6 separate regions of the Mus musculus genome follow, and regions 1, 2, 3, 5 and 6 are each linked to region 4. A link is a contact called in public HiChIP or PLAC-seq and promoter capture Hi-C data. All regions are on one chromosome and are shown on one strand. The core of a region is the stretch at or near the end of the contact, and the rest is flanking DNA. Distances in the headings are between cores, read along the strand shown.

Region 1 (2,700 bases), core at 57-2,556, 1.7 Mb before region 4:
TGTGTGTACATGTGTGACTGTGTCTCTGTATGCATGTGTGTCTGCATATTTATCTGTGCATGCATGTGTGTGAGTGTCTCTCTGTGGTGTGTGTGTATGTGTGTGTGTGTGTGGTAAGTGCCAATGCCTAAAGTCAGAGGTGCCAGACCCTCCTGGAGCTGTAGATACAGGTGGCTGTGAGCCACCCAGTCTGGGTTCTGGGGCAAACTCAGCTCCTCTGTAAGCATGTTGTGTTCTCTTAGTCACTGATACAGCTCTCCAGTCCTTAATTATTTTTTAAAAAAGATTTGTTTATTTATTTTATGCACGCGAGTACGCTGTTGTTCTCTTCAAACACACCAGACAAAGGCATTGGATCCCACGACGGATTGATTGGTTATGTAGTTGTTGGGAATTGAACTCAGGACCTATGGAAGAGCAGCCAGTGTTCTTATCCACTGAGCCATCTTCCCAGCCCCCAGCCCTTAGTTATATACATACATACACACAGACACAGACACAAACACACACACACACACAAACATTTATTCTTTGAGAATTTTTTCATTTTTTTTAAACACACTAAGTCTAATTTGTGTTGCCCATTGTGTTGAGTTTAAGTTGCAGGACCACTTACTGGACCATAATTAACCTACCAGAGGCCACATCCCCAAAGAAAACTGACTCTCCTTCCTATCGAAGCAGATAACTGCTCCTTAGCTATGGATGGAAGCTGGTGTGCCCCTCCCCTTCCCCACTCATCAACAGCCTTAAATCTTAGGTTAACCCTGTCAATCTCTGACCTCTTAGCTTCATTTCATGAAGTGTCCATGTCCGTGTGCCCTGAACACTCTTTCTTTCCTTAGCTCACCATGCCTGTTAAGAATGGAGAAAGCTTGGGCTATCTTGGGATGCTGTGTTCTGGCAAGTCAGTGTGCAGTGTCCACATTTCTCACTGTGGGTTTTCTTACGTCAGAGCTCTACAAAGTTTGCTAGGGAGCAATAGGACAAACTAGTTTTCAACCTTTTATTCACTGGGGGAGGTGTGAAAAGCCGCAGAGGCAGCCTGAGGAGAAGATGCAGGCTTGTCTAGACTGCAAATTGAACAACTGCGTGTTGGTGTATTTACGTCATTTAAGAAAAAAACAAAACAAAACAAAACAACGGTGAACATCTCTCCACTAGGTACCAATCACCTGTGGGACCCTGGAGTTTGCCTTTTGTTTTATGGAAAGAGATGCATTTGTGAGCGGATTCACGGACTTGTTATTCCGTCTGTTGAGATCTCTGCTGATTTGCTTCACAGACTCCTGGGGGGTGTGAGACCAGCATGGCCTTGAACCACACTGCCCTACCTCAGGATGAGCGCCTGCCCCACTATCTTCGAGACGAGGACCCTTTTGCTTCCAAACTTTCCTGGGAAGCGGATTTAGTGGCTGGCTTTTACCTAACAATAATCGGTAAGCTTCCTTAATGCTTCTGTGTCAGAGGCTGCATTGAGAGAATTCATAGGCTGTATTGATTTTGCACAAATGATTCTGATAAGTACGTGGGTATTAGCAGAGGTGGAGAAGGTGAATTGGCATTGTGACAGTCAATCAATGTTTCATAAAAAAATGACTGTTGCTCTCATTAGGGATAAATATTCTATTAATAATCCAAAGAACATTCATAGTGAATTCTTTATCTCAAAGCTACTTCATTTGGTCACTTGATTACTAGGTTTGATTTCTGGCTATCAAAAGAGTGATAATTGATAATTTTTCTGTTTTAAAAAGAATGGCTCTTAGACACCATCTACTTTAGCTTCATTTTCTCATAAATGAGGGAACTCTGGCCCAATATAACAGTGACAGTGAACACTGCTTTATAAGTTGCACCTCAGTCCTATGAAGATAAAAATTATTCTGGTGATCAATGAAATTCCACACTTTGGTGAAAAGAGTTTTTGTGTATAACTCACACAGGGTTGAATCTGCCTTATGTTAGACTGTATTGTTCAAACTGGCAGCCACCCATGGCTCCTGAGTGGACAAACTGTTACCTTTCAAATGAGCAGATTGTAGTGAAAATGCACGCCTCCTATTGAAGGCTTAGTACTTGGAAAATAATGTACAAACATCTTACTGATATTTTGAAATATGAAATGTCCATTGAACTCATAATTTCTGGATTATGAGTTTATGGATTAGATTTATACATAATTTATGGATTAGTAGATTAAGTATTAAATTATTAAAACTAATTTTCTTTTGTGCTTTTATGCTGCTTAATGTGGCTACCAGAAAAAAAACCCAGCAACATATGTATAGCTCACATTTCTGGTTTATATTTCTACTGAATTGCACAATGCAATTTTGCACCAATGACATTTTGTCTGGGCGTGGTGGCATGTTTTTTAACCCTAGCATTTGAGAGTCAGAGGCAGGCAGATCTCTATGAACTCCAGGCCAAACTGGTCTACATAAAATTCCGGGCCAGCCAGGGCTAAATTGTAGCACTGTCTTTAAATATTTACCACATTTCTTTAATTTAAAGTTGCTATATTAAATTTGGGTGAGCTGCGTGCAGGTGGGTTCTATCTTTAGGTTTATGTGTCTTTAATATTTCAGATGTTGGTTCCAGCCTGCTTTCTCAACCTTTCTTTCTCTCCCTCCTTTCTTTGTTTCTTCCACTCTCCCTCCCTCCCTTTTTCTCTTCCCCTCCCTCTCTCATCTGTTT
Region 2 (2,700 bases), core at 46-2,545, 1.7 Mb before region 4:
GCCTTTGGTAGTCTCTGTGTGGTCAGCCTTTGGTAGTCTCTGTGTGCACAGCAGTTTCCCATAGTCTGACTACTGAAAGGCAAATTAGTTGCTTAAATCCTAAGGATGAGATGAGTTGATAATAGGAAGTTGTAATAACTGAAGGAAAGGATGTGTGGGGAAGGCCGATGTGACCACTATGGATGGGCGGCCTTTCACACTGTTAGTAGTTCATGTCTTCTCTTTGGAAATGAACAGCTAAATCCAAATACAAACAAGTGTCTCTTCAGGAAGCAATAAAGCTTTGCCCTTATTAGCCCTTGAGTTTTTATTGTGAATGCAGGTAGGGAGAATAGAGAGAATCATGTTCACAGAGAATTTTGGGAGACAGTAACGGGGCACTTCTTTATTTAAAAATGAGAACATGACAGGGACCGCTAGAAGCACATTTCACCTAACTCAGAATTTTGCGACAGACTAGTTCTGTGATTTGCACGTTTATTCACAAGTGTGAACAGCACATAAATATTTAGCATCCAGCAAGGGAAAGAGGGACAGAAAGTGACTTTGGGCCACAAGGCTTTAGGAAACTCAGTCAAGCAAGAGACAGCTCAGTTTGCTTGTTCTCATTAAATATTTATATGAAATACAGTGACTGTTTTTCTGAATAGGACTAAGGCTGGTTCATTCCCCCCCAGTTTCTGCTTCCTTTGGGGAAGCTGGCATTGGGGCTGAGGCAGTGAAGAGACTCTGGATTCTACAGGCTGAAGCGGCTCTCAGGAAACCATTTTGAAGAGGTGTTGAGCTGTAGGCTTTAAAAGGGTCTGTTCCAGAGTAGAGCAGATGGGTGGAAGGTGGCTATCAGAGTTTATCTTATAAATAAAGAGAATAAAATGAATTCTTGTTTATCTTTGTTCTTAAGAGGCTACGTGCTCCTAGGGTGACAGGAAGTGAGGTGACGCCAGTTCAGGGCAAGTCACTGGCCTGAAATGAGGTTAACTGAGGATATCTTTGCTCCTTCTGTTTCTGGGATCTGAACTGGATTTGCTTTGAAGAAGAAAACCATTGAATTCAAATAGAAAAGCTACTGGATCGAATGCGAGGTTGTGAAAATAAATTTTGAGTTAATTTGAACAGTCCCAGCAAAGTAAAACGGAACTTTCCCTTTCCACAGCCAAGCTCCCCGAAGTTTTGGCAGAAGGTAATGAGTCAGTCAAAAAACAAAACAGACCCTAAAATCCCTAACATAGAGAAGACTCCTACTTGAAACGACACAGCACTCTTCACTCGGGTGTCTACATGTAGCCTCTTGTGGCTGAGTAGTGGAGTTATCCCAGGAACTCTGAAAACCTCACCAGCAGAGACTGGCTTTTCACTGGTCCAGGCTGTACTGGTGTTTCAGCCTTTTGACTGACCGACTCTCTCTCCCAGGTGGTTCTCATTACAGCCGTGTTTGGAAGATGATAAAAAGAGGCTGAGGAGGGAGCGCTGGCAATGGAGGGCAGAGTTACAGTTCTTTGCTCGCAGAGACCTATGAGGTCATCTGTGGCTGCTGACAGGAGAAATAGACTTCATATGCTTGCACAGAAAACAATATCCAAAGACTCAGTGGGCTGTGCTATATGGGATGGAGGCCTTTCATGTTTCGAATACTTCAGATGGTTGAGGCCCAAGGGAAAACAACACCCTAAATCCTGGGATGCCTGTTAACCATTAAGTCTCCTTGACTGCCCTAATTTGCAGGCTGCATTTCCAGATGAATGAGTGCAATGAATTACAGCTTTTATATCACAGGGAATGAGCTGCAAAGTGGAGGCCTGTATGTGTAAAGCTTTGCCCAAGAGATACTTTTCTTTTCATTTTGAATATTCTGAATTATTAGTTTTCTTCTCCTTTAAGCTGAACTCTTATGTTGATAGTCTTTTTCCCCCAACAAGTTTTTTTTTATACTACTTTATATGAAATAGGTTTTTAAAAAACTTTTATACATGTATACAATACATTTAGGTCACACCTGCTCCCCCAGGCTCCTCCGAATAAGTGGTAACAGTAGTTAAGGTGACATGATAATATGTGCTCATGCACATACATACATGTACATGTGTCTGTCTATATGCATTTTCATGTCTCTCCTTTTCTTTCCAGGCTGCATACTGTAACCGCAGTCAGGAAGTCTTCTGCTGTGCTGGAGATCCATCCAGAGGTATGAAGATGGACACAGCATCACTCATGGACACACTTTTTCACATCCTTGCCTCTCCACTCTTCCTAACATTCAATTGTGGCCTCACTCTTGCCTTTATATTATATTTTTATATTTTGTATATTTCCCCTCTTTTTCTCGAATCCAGGGTTTGTTAGGAAATTGCAAATGGAAACTAGGCTAGGACTTTCTGAATATTAGGAAGGACATCTTTGATATTCTCTTTTCCTTATGATAAACCTATCCTTATGCCAAACAGGATTTGCCTGAGATATTAAGAAAATGTTTACAAGTTTTATTTATTAGGTATTATTTTTACTTTTACCATCCTGACATCTTTTTTTATCATTAACACATTGCCATCATATCATTACCTCCTCCTTCTCCCGCTCCTCTTCTTCTTCCTCCTTCATTTCTTAGTGTAGGGTCAGGGATGCTGTGTCTGCGGTTTACTTAGGCAGCTGATCACTGGGATAGTGTGGGGCCATTTGGTAGGACTAGGTCTCAGGACTCTTCTA
Region 3 (2,700 bases), core at 82-2,581, 2.0 Mb before region 4:
CAATCTTTTTAGGAGTAGTGAAAGATGCTCAAAGCGGGGCTATAGGAGGGAGTGGGAATGGCTATTTACAAAGTCTCTACTCTTGTTCTACACTGTAAATAAACATTTCTTTTAACACATTAACTGCTAAAGCTCCAGTCAGGTTCATTCACCCAGGGACCTACAAAAAAATAAACGGCAGAGCTGAGTTTCAGAGACCCAAGTCGGCCTGGTTCCAACGGGCAAAGCAGTTTAAGTGTCCGGTAGCTGTGAGAATTCAAAGGCGTAATTTCTTGAAAAAAAAAAAAAAAACAAAAAACCAACACTAGGCACAATAGTTGGCAGTCAACACGTTGCTCCCCCATACTTGCTCAGGCCTTGAAGTTGACTTTTTCAAATAGGAGGGGAGGAAAATTAAGGTCATATTAATTAAATTTGTCAATAAGTTGAAGAAAGCTCGTGTTTGATTACAATAATCCTACGCCGGCCTTCATATTGACTCTAGAGGAAAAAAAAAATAATGCCTGGCAATGTTTCAAACCACGATGCCTAATTTAGAACGATTTCTATTTCAAAAGAGGGTGTAGGAAGTCATCTTTGGCCAACAAGAGACTCAAGGAATACAATAATGTATGCCTATGAAAAATTCACTGCGTTTCTCACCCACCCCAAAGAAAAACATTGCTTTTGACCCGCAGGGAACTCTGTAGGTGAACTGTGGGGTCCCCACATTTGCGGGGGGGGGAAGGGGACCCCGCCTTGAACTTCGAAGTTCTCGCTCCCATAGCTGTTCTCTTTTAGATCTCTCACAAGCGACACCTTTGCAAAAAAAAAAAATAAATAAAAAAGAAAGAAAAAAGAAAGTGGGGTAACCGGGGCTCATTTTGCAGAACCCCTTTGGTATCTGTATGGGCCGGGCAGCCAGCTGTGTCGTACACCCCAGGGAGACCAAGTGCCCGCAGCCCGCCACACCTGGAGGATGGTGGCGCGCGCCCCCGCGTGACGTCACCGCACCTGGCACCAGCTGCCGGAGCCTGGGTGGCGCGCGCGGGGGCCGCAGGGGGCGTGGCCGGGAATCCCAGATCGTTCTCGCGAGATTTCGCCCCAGCCGGGTCCCGACTCTCTTCACACTGGGCCCGTGGCTTGCCACCGCGTTCTCGAGCGTGGCGCGCTCCGCCTCCGAGGGAGCGGGTGCGGGCTGACCGTGCGAGACCCCGCCAAGTGCCTCAGCCAGCTGCGAGCGGAAGCGGCCCGGGAGCGTGGCTGAGTGCGCCCTGTGCTCAGGCGCGGACCCCGTTCTCCACCCCCCCTCCCACCCCCGCCTGCCGGGGCTGCGGCCGAGGCCGGGCGTGAGGAGCGGCCAAGCGCGCCGCGGGCGGATGGAGTCGCTTCCCCGCCGCGCCTGAGCCGGTGCACAGAAGGGGCCGCGGGGCCGCGCTCTCCCCGCCAGAGCCGCAGCATGGGTAAGCACTACCGCGCCGGCCACTGGGCTCCTCGCACGCGGGTCGGCTCCAATCGGGCTCTCCCCTCGTCGGTCCTTGTGCGGGACAGCGGGGCTCGAACCCGTGACCCGTTGCCCTGCGCCCTCTGGGAGCCCCTGACTTCCATGGGGGAGGGCGATCGCGAACTTGAGAAAGTGGCACTTGCAGCTCTGCTACTCGGTGGCTTGGTACAGATTGGTTTAAAAAAGAATGCACTCACACCCCCACATCTACTATGCACGCGCACACACACACACACACACACACACACACACACACACACACACACAGACATTTTGTCATAGAGAATTGGAAGCACAGGAAGAAACTTAATTCTCTTTGCGATCGGCTGGGCTTTTTGGCAGTGATTTGTGACTTCTCTCCCCTTCCTCTTTTCGTGGGTCAGTTTTTTGAAATCGTTTTTCCTGGTATTCGTCGTCTGCCTTGTCAGGTGTGTTGGCACCTAGCAGCGCGGCGAATTTCCTCCTCCTGAGGACTGGGTTAGGGGTTCGGTTATTCTAGGATTCCCAGTTGGAACCTCTGGAGGAGCTGTTTGCTGTTTCCTGTTTGGAGGGAGACTTCCTTCTTGGAGGCGAGCAAAAGTACCGGGGCCACAAGGTTGTTTTTCTGTGCGTTCTTCAGGTTTTCGTTTGGAGTCAGAGAGAGAGAGAGCAAGCGTCGCAGCGGACTTCTTTGAAAAGGAGTTTTGTTCAGTGGTGTAACAGTTCTTTTGATAAGTTGCGTCTGGGCTAGACACGAGCTCCCTCGAATGGTTATAATTTAAAAGTAAAGTAAAAGTATGTTTCTCCCCCGCCCCCCCGCCCCCAGCTTGGTGTTACCACAAGGCAAAAAGTGTAAGACCAGTATTTGGTTTTGTGGTATAAATCAGAAAGACATTATCACGTTCTCACTCCAGAGTCGATGCTGCTTAAAACCATTACTGAAATTAATAATTCAGGAAACTAGCGGATGATTTAGAAGCCCAACAAAAACAGGAGCTCTGCTGATGTGGCACCCCGTGCCCACACTTTGTTTTGTGGGAGACAAATTTAGCTAGTGTTTACAGACACTGGCTATTCTGTTTTCTTAGAGCTTCTAATTTTATTCTCCCTCCGCTTCCCTCCTGCTTTGTGTACCTTTTATACACCAAGTGCTTTTTGACTCAGGAGACAAACATTTGCTGTTAGGGACTTTGAAATGAATTCCTTTCCACTTGATTAGTTGAGTTTACGGGGTAATT
Region 4 (2,700 bases), core at 38-2,537:
CACAATCATGGCTAAATCATTTTGCTAAACCAGACAGGAAAACAGCATTTTCCAGTAAAACAAACAGCTACTACCAAGGATGGACTGGAACGGACACATAAGAGTCTTTTCTCCTATTGACTAGTGTTCTCCATGAACTTCAGGCATAGACTATTGTGGCATAGGCATATCCATAAGCTTAGAGGTAAATGCACACATAGGAACATATGTATGTGTTTGTTATCATGAGATTAAAAGGGAAGCTCATGTCGAATGGGAGGGGGACCTACAAAGGCACAAGAACGTAAACTCTGAAGCGCCTTTTAGTGATTTGTTCTTGTTTGTTTTGGTTCTGTTCTAGAAGTTTGTTTCAAGTCAAAGCACTAGGCCCCTTTTCCAGACATGTGATGATGACAACTAAAACACAGACAAAGGTGACCCCTGTCCCCACAGATCCTAGTGTTCCAAAGCAAAAGTATGAACTCACAGCCCTGTTCCCTAAGACTTGAACTGTTCCAGGAATGATCCTGAGAGATCATTCCATAGACCTAGAGGTACCATAGAGGATGGAAGGATTTAAAGTGGACAGGAAATCTTTTCTAGCACACATTCTTGCTGGGGAAGTGGGCTTTCCAAGGAGTTCAAGGACAGTCAAGCTAGCCAGTGAGTCCCAGGCCAACCAGCACTACAGCTTGAGACCTTTTCTCAAATGAAAAAGTATTCTTTTCAGAAGACTTTAATTAAATCAGATGATTAAAAACCAAACGAATGTTGCCTGGTAGTGGTGCAAGCCTTTAATCCCAGCATTCAGAGGCAGAGGCTGGCAGATCTCTGTGAGTTCCAGGCTAGCATGGTCTACAGGGTGGATACTAGGGGCTATACAGAGAAACGGTCTCAAAAAGTAAAATAAAATAAAAATTTAAAAATAAAAATCAAGCTTACTTGTTCCTTCATGCTTAAACAGCCGCAGATACAAAATAAGAAATAATGCTTTGAGAATTTGGGAAGGTCATTAGCACCCATACTTTCAGTTTTGGAAAAAAAAGAATGGAGACCTCACTAGGCAGTTTGGGCTGGAGCCAAATATATCATAAAAGAATCGCGGCTAAGTCCTAGGGATGGGAAAAGAGGATCTAAGACTGTGTTTGAAGTGGGTGGAGATCAATAAGGTCTAAAGACTGAAAGTAAACCAAGATAGGAGGCGGAAATTCGCAGTGTGGCCTCAGGCTGCTCCTCTAGTCAGTGCCTCGCTCAAGCCACACCCAGTGCTTGCACCGCCCTCCGAGTTTAGCTGGAGTTTTCCTCCCAGAACTGAAGAAACGTGGACGCATGAACTATCTACCCTCCGGGATGGAGCTGGGCAGACCCCAAGGGCGCTCTGAGTGCTCTCCGCGCCGGGAGGGGTGTGGGCCACCCTTGGATTCTGGCTCCCCTAATCCTGCGCTGGCGGAGGCGGGAAGTGCCCAATCAATAGCAAGTGGGAACTTGAGAAAGCAGAAGGGAAAGAATTTGGATTGCCAGTCCTGGGTCAGAGAGAAAGTGCTCTTTCTTCTGCACCCGGAGAGGTGGTTGGGAACACAGGCGGACTCTGCTTGCGCAGGGCTGGTGGACAGCGAGAACCTTCCCCCGACGATTGGAGACCACTACGATTCCAAACGGAAACCAAAGCTTTCCCGCAGGCGCATTGCCACGGCCCCGGGGGCCCAGCCCGAGGACCCCGAAAACACACCCAGGTCCCTGTTGGTGCGGGTCGTGGATTACCAGGTGACACAGGAGGTGCTGTGGACCGCATGGACCAAGGGGAGTATGACCACGAGGACCGAGGAGCGTTCTGTGACCGCAGTCACCTTTCGGACACAGAGGGAGAGGGAGTGACACAGCTTATGGGGCACCGGAGCCACAGCCAAACCCCTATCCTATCGCCAAGGACCTGATGCTCGAAGGACGTTAAACACACAGATCTCTGGAGCCTGAGAAATGTTCCAGGACAGTGGTTGCGGGGGAAAATGCTTGAAGAACAAATTTTAAGCTGCTTGAGATGTTCTCTGTGGCTTGAGTGTCTCACAATGATTAAGGAGAAGAAAAGGTATTCTTTTGTTTGTTTGTTTGTTTGTTTGTTTACATTGGTGGTAAATGGGAGTTTGAAAGCGCAAAACTTTAGTCAGTTTGCTTGTTGGCATTTTGATAGCTACTTGAGTTGTCTGTCTGCATCCCTCGTTCCCGTTGAGCGGCCAAAAGCAGAAGTTTGAGGTCTTCTCTTTGGGATGTGTGGTGTGTAGAGTGGATGTAGAGAGGGTCTTTGTTTTGAAATCCATAAAGAACATTTTTTTTTTTTTAACGGAAAACAAAATGATAAGGAGGTGAAGCAAAATGTTTCTAGTACTCTACTGGTGTGCAGTTTCTATTCTGGTCCATCATATTTCCATGTTAAGAAGAAAAGGAGTGAGGCAAAGAGAGACTGGGGCACTTTGGTAGGTTGATCTGTGCTTTGCTCGTAAAATGCAATTTAACAGGGCTTTATTGCAGAGGGCATCTTACTTAGCTTACGATTTAATAAGAAAGGTAGACATGTTGTATGCAAGATGTCATAAATGGTTATATTCCCTATTCTTTTTTTTTCTTTTCTTTCTATTAGATATTTTATTTACCCTTCTAAGATTTATAGTTAAGGACTGGAAAGATGGCTCTGTGGTTTTAAGAGCTTTGGTTGCTCTTCCAGAA
Region 5 (2,700 bases), core at 97-2,596, 1.4 Mb before region 4:
GCCATAAACCCTTTCTTTCTTAAGTTGCTTTTGGTCATGGGGTTTATTACAGTAACAGAAAAGTTCGTAATACAAATGCTGTTTAGTTTTAAGGCATGGAAGAAATAAAGGCATGAGTTCTTTAAAAATAATCTGATAACTGTTCCTCTAATTTAAAATACCAAATCCAGTCTCATCATATATACCTCTTCCTATTATTATCTGTCAGTTTTCAGGATAAAATAATTTTGGAGAAGATGGAAGCTGGCCATGAAGAGACTGCCAGTCCCTGACTCTGCATGATGGGGAGCTCACCACAGGAGCTTTGCATCTATTCTGAAGAAAAAGAGAGAGCAGCACTGATGTTGAAATGCAATTAATTAACCATCTCATAGGTTAGGGGTATTTTCAAACACTTGAGTCCTTATAAACCATAGAAGAGTGTCTTGTGCCTACAATATTTTACCACAAATTTAATGACTGTATAATGATATATGCTATTATATCATATACACTTTATATAATATATTGAATATATTATATATTGTTGTATATATTTTATACAATATGTATTGTATAGTGAATGAATAATACTACATAATGATAGGGCCAACAAGAATTGATATGAGAGCACACATAGAAAAATATTAACTCAAAGTTTATAGCTGGAGAAGGTAAGGAAAATAATTCAAACTGAATCTGAGGAAAAAATAGTTTTTGACAAAAATGGGTTGAAAGGGAAAGAACAACCCCAAATAAAACTTGTTTTAGCTGAGTCATTATTCAGTTTCATTGTTCCATGTGTGAGTGGTAGTATTATGGTTCCTATAAAGACCTAATACAGGGAAATGAAGGGGTGAGTCATGGCTAGCAACAATGGGAAGAATCTGCTCGAGGGAACTTATTTAGAAGACTGTGGACATTTTCTCCTGGGCTGATGAATTACAAGAAGAAAGGGGAAATAGGGTTACATTACAGACAAAAATGGAGAGGTACTGAGATCAATTAGAAGACAGGAAGGTTGACAAAGGCCTCATTGTGTACTGTGTAATGTAATCAAGTAAGGACAGCAAGGGCAGAACACTAGAACACGTTGGGACCTGAGCAATCAAAAATTGACTTTCTTTCTCTACATATTTCAGGCTTTATCTTTTCAAATCCTTCCTTTCTAAGAGATATGACTAAATCTAGGAATTTAGATCTGAAAAGACAGCAAAGGGAAAGAATTCTGATTTATAGGCTGAGGCTCTATCAGGAAAATAACACAAATGTTCACAGAGAATTCTATGACCAACATTAAATATAAAAGGTAAATATGGTCTTTCCATGACATCACAGTAGGGTGTAGCAAGAAGGGACTTTAGAGATTCTTATTGAGATGCATAATAGCATGGTTGTATCCCTAATTGCTTCATTCTATACTGAGTGCAGGAGTCAAAGGCAAAAGCTTCCACTTTCAAAAGAAAACAGGTACATAAAATGGTAGAAAGGCAAACTAAAAATATGGATAGAACTTGTGTTAGTGATTGCCTGGAGAATGACACAGGGTAGGATGTACTAGTATGAGTCACCAGGAACATTTTTTTCATGGAGAAGCTCATTATCTTCTTTTTCCCCAGTGCTGTGGACTAAACAGGAAGCCTTGTGCTTGCTAAGCAAACAATCTTCCTCTGCGCTAAATCTTGATGTGTTGCTGACACGTGCACATGTCAAAACAGCAAATTTCTCACTCTCTCTCTCTCTTTCTTTCTTTCCCTCTCTCTTTCTCTCTCCGTCCCTCCCTCCCTCCCTCCCTCTCTCTCTCTTTCTCTCTCTCTCTCTTTCTCTCTCTCTCTCTCTCTCTCTCTTGTACACACACACACACACACACACACACACACACACACACACACACACACCACAGTCCACAGTGAAACCGATTTTAAAAGAGGGCAATATGTATGGTATTAAATCTACTGCGTGCAAAATGTGTATTAGTTTTGGCAAATGCATCCTTGGATCGCACTTAAGAATGTCTGACTCTTTAAAACCGGTCGTTCTTTTTATGCCAAACAGAGAAAATAAATTGTAATGATGGCTACCAAAGAATACAACTGTTCCACTTCAATGAAGCATGGAGTTCTGCAGTTCATTGGTCCAACAGAAAAGGTTATGCACTTGTTGATGCTAAATATCCGATCATGAAATTAGAATTCATATATCCCACAAAATGGTAATAAAAATATGCTACATTTCACACACTAGAAAAGATGAAGTTACTAAAAATACTTACAATATCTTTTTGCTCATTCTGTACAAGATTTCGAGGATTCAAAGGTACGTAGGATGTGGTCTCTTCTCCCTGGAAGCTTGAGACAGATGATAGATTGATACATATTGAGGAAAATAAGCAAATAAATAAGAGATGCCTGGAATCTCACAAGAGTGCCAGGAAAAGAATGAGGTAGAGCGTAGAGGATAGACGCTCACCTGAGGACCACAGAGATGACATTTCTATTGGTTCTTGAGAAAGAAATGTTTTAACAGTGACAAGACGGTAGAGGTTGACTACTAAAGAACTGTACAGAATACAAGCACAGAAAAGAACACAGTGTATGGGATGTGTCATAAAATTCATTTTGCTCAGAAGAGAGGGCAAACACAGGGAAATAAGTCTGAAGTCAGTTTTGATGATTGTTTCTTTTGATATGCTGCTGAAAAAAATCTACTTGGGAATGGAGA
Region 6 (2,700 bases), core at 126-2,625, 1.4 Mb before region 4:
TTCTGTTACTTGGCAGCTTAGCTATAATCGATCTTCTTTGGGTTTGGGATGTTTCATGGGAAAGGAAGGGCATACTAAGTAAACTAAAGTATCCATTAAACAGGTATCCCTCTTCAGATTCATAGAAAACCCTCACTGCCTTTGCTATGCACACACACACACACACACACACACACACACACACACACACAGAGAGAGAGAGTTCCTGGAATCCCTGACACATTCATAACCCACAGACATAACCATAGGGCAGCAAAATTCCATGACCGTCCCAGTCAAAAATCAAGCCAGGCTGAAGATGCAAAAAGGTGGAGATGATACCAGGTGGATGTGTAATCAGTAATAAGAAATACATTGAGCCCCGATATGAAAAGAAATCCCCCAGTTGTTCAGGACCCCCCCTCCCCCTTCCATCCACAGATTTATTAACCCTGAACAAAGATGTAACTGCAGGGTCTCAGAAACTTTTCTTTTTCTTTTTCTTTTTTTTTTCTTTTTTTTCTTTTTTTTTTGGCATTTGATTTGGCTTTGAATTTCTTCTTATCTAGTTATGCTATTCATTGCCCATTTTCTTTGCTCAGTTGCCCATCATGTCCGTTCCACCCCTCCAGAAATGAAAGAAGCCTTAGCTTCTGAGTCTTAAGGATGAGACCTCTGCATTTTCTTTGCTTGTTTAGGGCAAGAAATGAAGTGCCGCCTCTTTTAAGTGGCTGAAGCATGCAGGAAGAGCATACCTTTAATTTAGTGTTGGGATACCTTACTTGCACCCTGGCTGTTGTCTTATTGGAGACGGCAGCCTGCCTGAGATCCTCTAGCACTGAAATAATATCATCCAGCACGCATTTCTTATCCTGATTTCTCAACACACACAGATGGGAAAAAGTATAATTATAGCCCTTGTGGTTCACCTTCATTTCCATCACGGCTCGGTGGGTCTGCAGAATCCCCTCAGCCTGGAGCAAAATATTGTCCCCGGGTGAGGAGAGGAGGATCACCCTGCCATACCTCCCAGGGGTGTGTAAGTCCGAATAGAGCTGGCTTTTGGACTGGTCCAGGGGGAAAAGGCTGCTGGCTAGGCTGCGCTCGATCTTGGCCAGGCTGTGGCTGGGAGCAACCAGGCGCTCCAGGTCGCCCTCGGTCTGGAAGCGGTTGAGCGCGCTGAGGCCGAAGGTGATGGTCAGGACTGCCGGCACGGTGAGGAAAAAGACCGGGTGCCGGCTCACGCATAAGCCCAGCCTGTGGCAGAATGACTGGAGCCCTCTGCGAAGCACCTGCCGCAGCATCCTCCACCAGATCCAGCTCGCAGGCGCTCCCGGCCGTCTTAAAAAGCACATGTGACATGTGTAAGCGCTGGGGCTACCCCTCTCTCCCCCATCCCATTCCCTCAAGGGATCAACACCCCCTCCGTCACCCCCCTCTGCTGCCGCCTCCTCCCCGCCCCCTCCCCGCGCACACCCCGCAACCGCTCCGCCCGGTCTTCCCCGGGCCCCACCTCCATGCGCTCTTACTACTCTTTCAAACACTGCAGCAAGTTGCAGCAAGGCCGGCAAGTCTCGGGAGCGCGCGTGGGGGCCGGACGGCGGGCGCTGCGGGGAGTGGCGCCCTCCCTCCCCCGGTGTCCCCGGCCTCCCCGCGCCCTGGCTGGCCGCGCGCGCTGCCTCTCACCGCATGAGCCGCGTCCACTCGCTCTAGCCCTTTTTCATGTCGCTGCTGCAGTCCCCCGGCTTCCCTCGCTGGAGGTGGCGGTTCTGTGCCGAGCGTCCCACAGATGTGGATTTCCTCTCGGTCTCGATGGGGTTCGGTGTCTAACTGGGACCATGTGCCTCGCGGTGTTGTAAGAAGCAGACATGTGCCCCGTGGCGCGGAGAGAGGGCGGGAGTAGAAGAAGGGGGGTAGTGGTGGTGGCAGCAAAGCTTTTCTCTTTTTAAGATGCTGACAGTTATTTTTAGAGTTTTGTTTTCCTTGTCCTCCGGGCTGGAATGAATGGGAGACGTAAAGGGTGAAGGCGCTGCTGGCCCATTGGAGCAGGGGCCATCAGAACCTAGGAGGGAGTGGCTCCACGCCTCCTCCAGGGGGCAGATTTCAAGCTCCTCTTAATGCCCCGTGCCCTCGAATTCTGTCTTTTGGCCAAAGAAAAGGGAGCAGAGAGGATGATGCTGCATTTTTAACATTCCACAAAGCATGCGAGGGCTTTCCTTGCAACACTTTCCAGGCTGCCTGGCCACACACTGGTCCCCTGAGCTGAGGCCTGCCAGAGATCCCAGACTACACTGGAGCCTGGGTCTCTCTGGATTGCTTTCTTGCTCTGGAGGTTGGGAAGGAAACACTTGGTTGGTGTTTGTGTGTGTGTGTGTGTGTGTGTGTGTGTGTGTGTGTGTGTGTGTGTGTGTGTTTGTGCCAGGCAATGTGGCTTCTTCCTAAGTGTTACACACATGTTCTTTGAGGATTCAGGACCTAACACTGGCTTCCGCCTCCTCTCTGTATCTCATCCCCTGCTCCATTCCCTCGCTCCCTGCTCAACTCCTACCACACCCCTGTCCACGTACCACAGACACTTCAGGACATAGAGTTGAGGCTAATTCTCTTCTGTCAGACACAGTGGACAGTTTTGCCCAAAGAAAGGGAGCTAGGTAAGCAGGGGGGCAACATACTGCAGATCTGGCAGAAAACAAGTCAGTGTCCACCATAGAGAAAGAAAAC

The links. Promoter capture Hi-C pulls out the DNA fragments that hold promoters and counts their contacts. HiChIP or PLAC-seq counts read pairs in DNA pulled down with a chosen protein or histone mark.
Region 1: a contact with region 4 is called in a promoter capture Hi-C map of liver, with 8 times the contacts expected there. The contact joins the promoter of Opn5 here to the promoter of 9130008F23Rik in region 4. A contact is called at or near these places in 11 of 39 promoter capture datasets (the 3T3-L1 cell line, the HPC-7 cell line, cranial neural crest and 7 more) and 2 of 115 datasets of contacts at active chromatin or transcription factors (acute myeloid leukemia and embryonic stem cells).
Region 2: a contact with region 4 is called in a promoter capture Hi-C map of cranial neural crest. The contact joins the enhancer-like site here to the promoter of 9130008F23Rik in region 4. A contact is called at or near these places in 7 of 39 promoter capture datasets (the 3T3-L1 cell line, the C10 cell line, the HPC-7 cell line and 3 more) and 2 of 115 datasets of contacts at active chromatin or transcription factors (stem cell-derived neural progenitor cells and vascular smooth muscle cells).
Region 3: a contact with region 4 is called in an HNF4G HiChIP or PLAC-seq map of pancreatic cancer cells. The contact joins the promoter of Cd2ap here to the promoter of 9130008F23Rik in region 4. A contact is called at or near these places in 9 of 39 promoter capture datasets (the 3T3-L1 cell line, the C10 cell line, the HPC-7 cell line and 5 more) and 10 of 115 datasets of contacts at active chromatin or transcription factors (embryonic limb bud, embryonic stem cells, epiblast stem cells and 4 more).
Region 5: a contact with region 4 is called in a promoter capture Hi-C map of trophoblast stem cells, with 6 times the contacts expected there. The contact joins the enhancer-like site here to the promoter of 9130008F23Rik in region 4. A contact is called at or near these places in 5 of 39 promoter capture datasets (the 3T3-L1 cell line, cranial neural crest, frontonasal cranial neural crest and 1 more) and 1 of 115 datasets of contacts at active chromatin or transcription factors (embryonic stem cells).
Region 6: a promoter capture Hi-C map of embryonic stem cells shows a contact between it and region 4. The contact joins the promoter of Ptchd4 here to the promoter of 9130008F23Rik in region 4. A contact is called at or near these places in 6 of 39 promoter capture datasets (cranial neural crest, embryonic stem cells, hippocampal neurons and 1 more) and 3 of 115 datasets of contacts at active chromatin or transcription factors (the NIH/3T3 cell line, astrocytes and stem cell-derived neural progenitor cells).

The regions. Positions count from the first base shown.
Region 1 is chr17:42,609,919-42,612,618 of GRCm38.p6, reverse strand. Opn5 (opsin 5) reads left to right here and starts at 1,306. Exons shown (of 7, transcript NM_181753.4): 1 at 1,306-1,439. The coding sequence starts at 1,310.
Region 2 is chr17:42,575,721-42,578,420 of GRCm38.p6, reverse strand. It overlaps Opn5 (opsin 5), which reads left to right. Exons shown (of 7, transcript NM_181753.4): 6 at 2,125-2,182. Among named protein-coding and RNA genes, the nearest start is that of Opn5, 34 kb to the left of the region's middle. Within about 2 kb of position 1,295, at least 44 of the 459 cell types and tissues checked have an H3K27ac peak or open chromatin away from gene starts, as enhancers often do. A contact at or near this core is called in vascular smooth muscle cells, where this site is marked.
Region 3 is chr17:42,875,055-42,877,754 of GRCm38.p6, reverse strand. It overlaps Cd2ap (CD2-associated protein), which reads left to right and starts at 1,331. Exons shown (of 18, transcript NM_009847.3): 1 at 1,331-1,442. The coding sequence starts at 1,439.
Region 4 is chr17:40,879,145-40,881,844 of GRCm38.p6, reverse strand. It overlaps 9130008F23Rik (RIKEN cDNA 9130008F23 gene), which reads left to right and starts at 1,287. Exons shown (of 2, transcript NM_027834.3): 1 at 1,287-2,065. The coding sequence starts at 1,309. The coding sequence ends at 1,854.
Region 5 is chr17:42,294,412-42,297,111 of GRCm38.p6, reverse strand. No RefSeq gene overlaps it. Among named protein-coding and RNA genes, the nearest start is that of Ptchd4, 21 kb to the left of the region's middle. Within about 2 kb of position 1,346, at least 15 of the 459 cell types and tissues checked have an H3K27ac peak or open chromatin away from gene starts, as enhancers often do. A contact at or near this core is called in trophoblast stem cells, where this site is marked.
Region 6 is chr17:42,315,275-42,317,974 of GRCm38.p6, reverse strand. Ptchd4 (patched domain containing 4) reads right to left here and starts at 1,375. Exons shown (of 3, transcript NM_001355270.1): 1 at 735-1,375. The coding sequence starts at 1,334.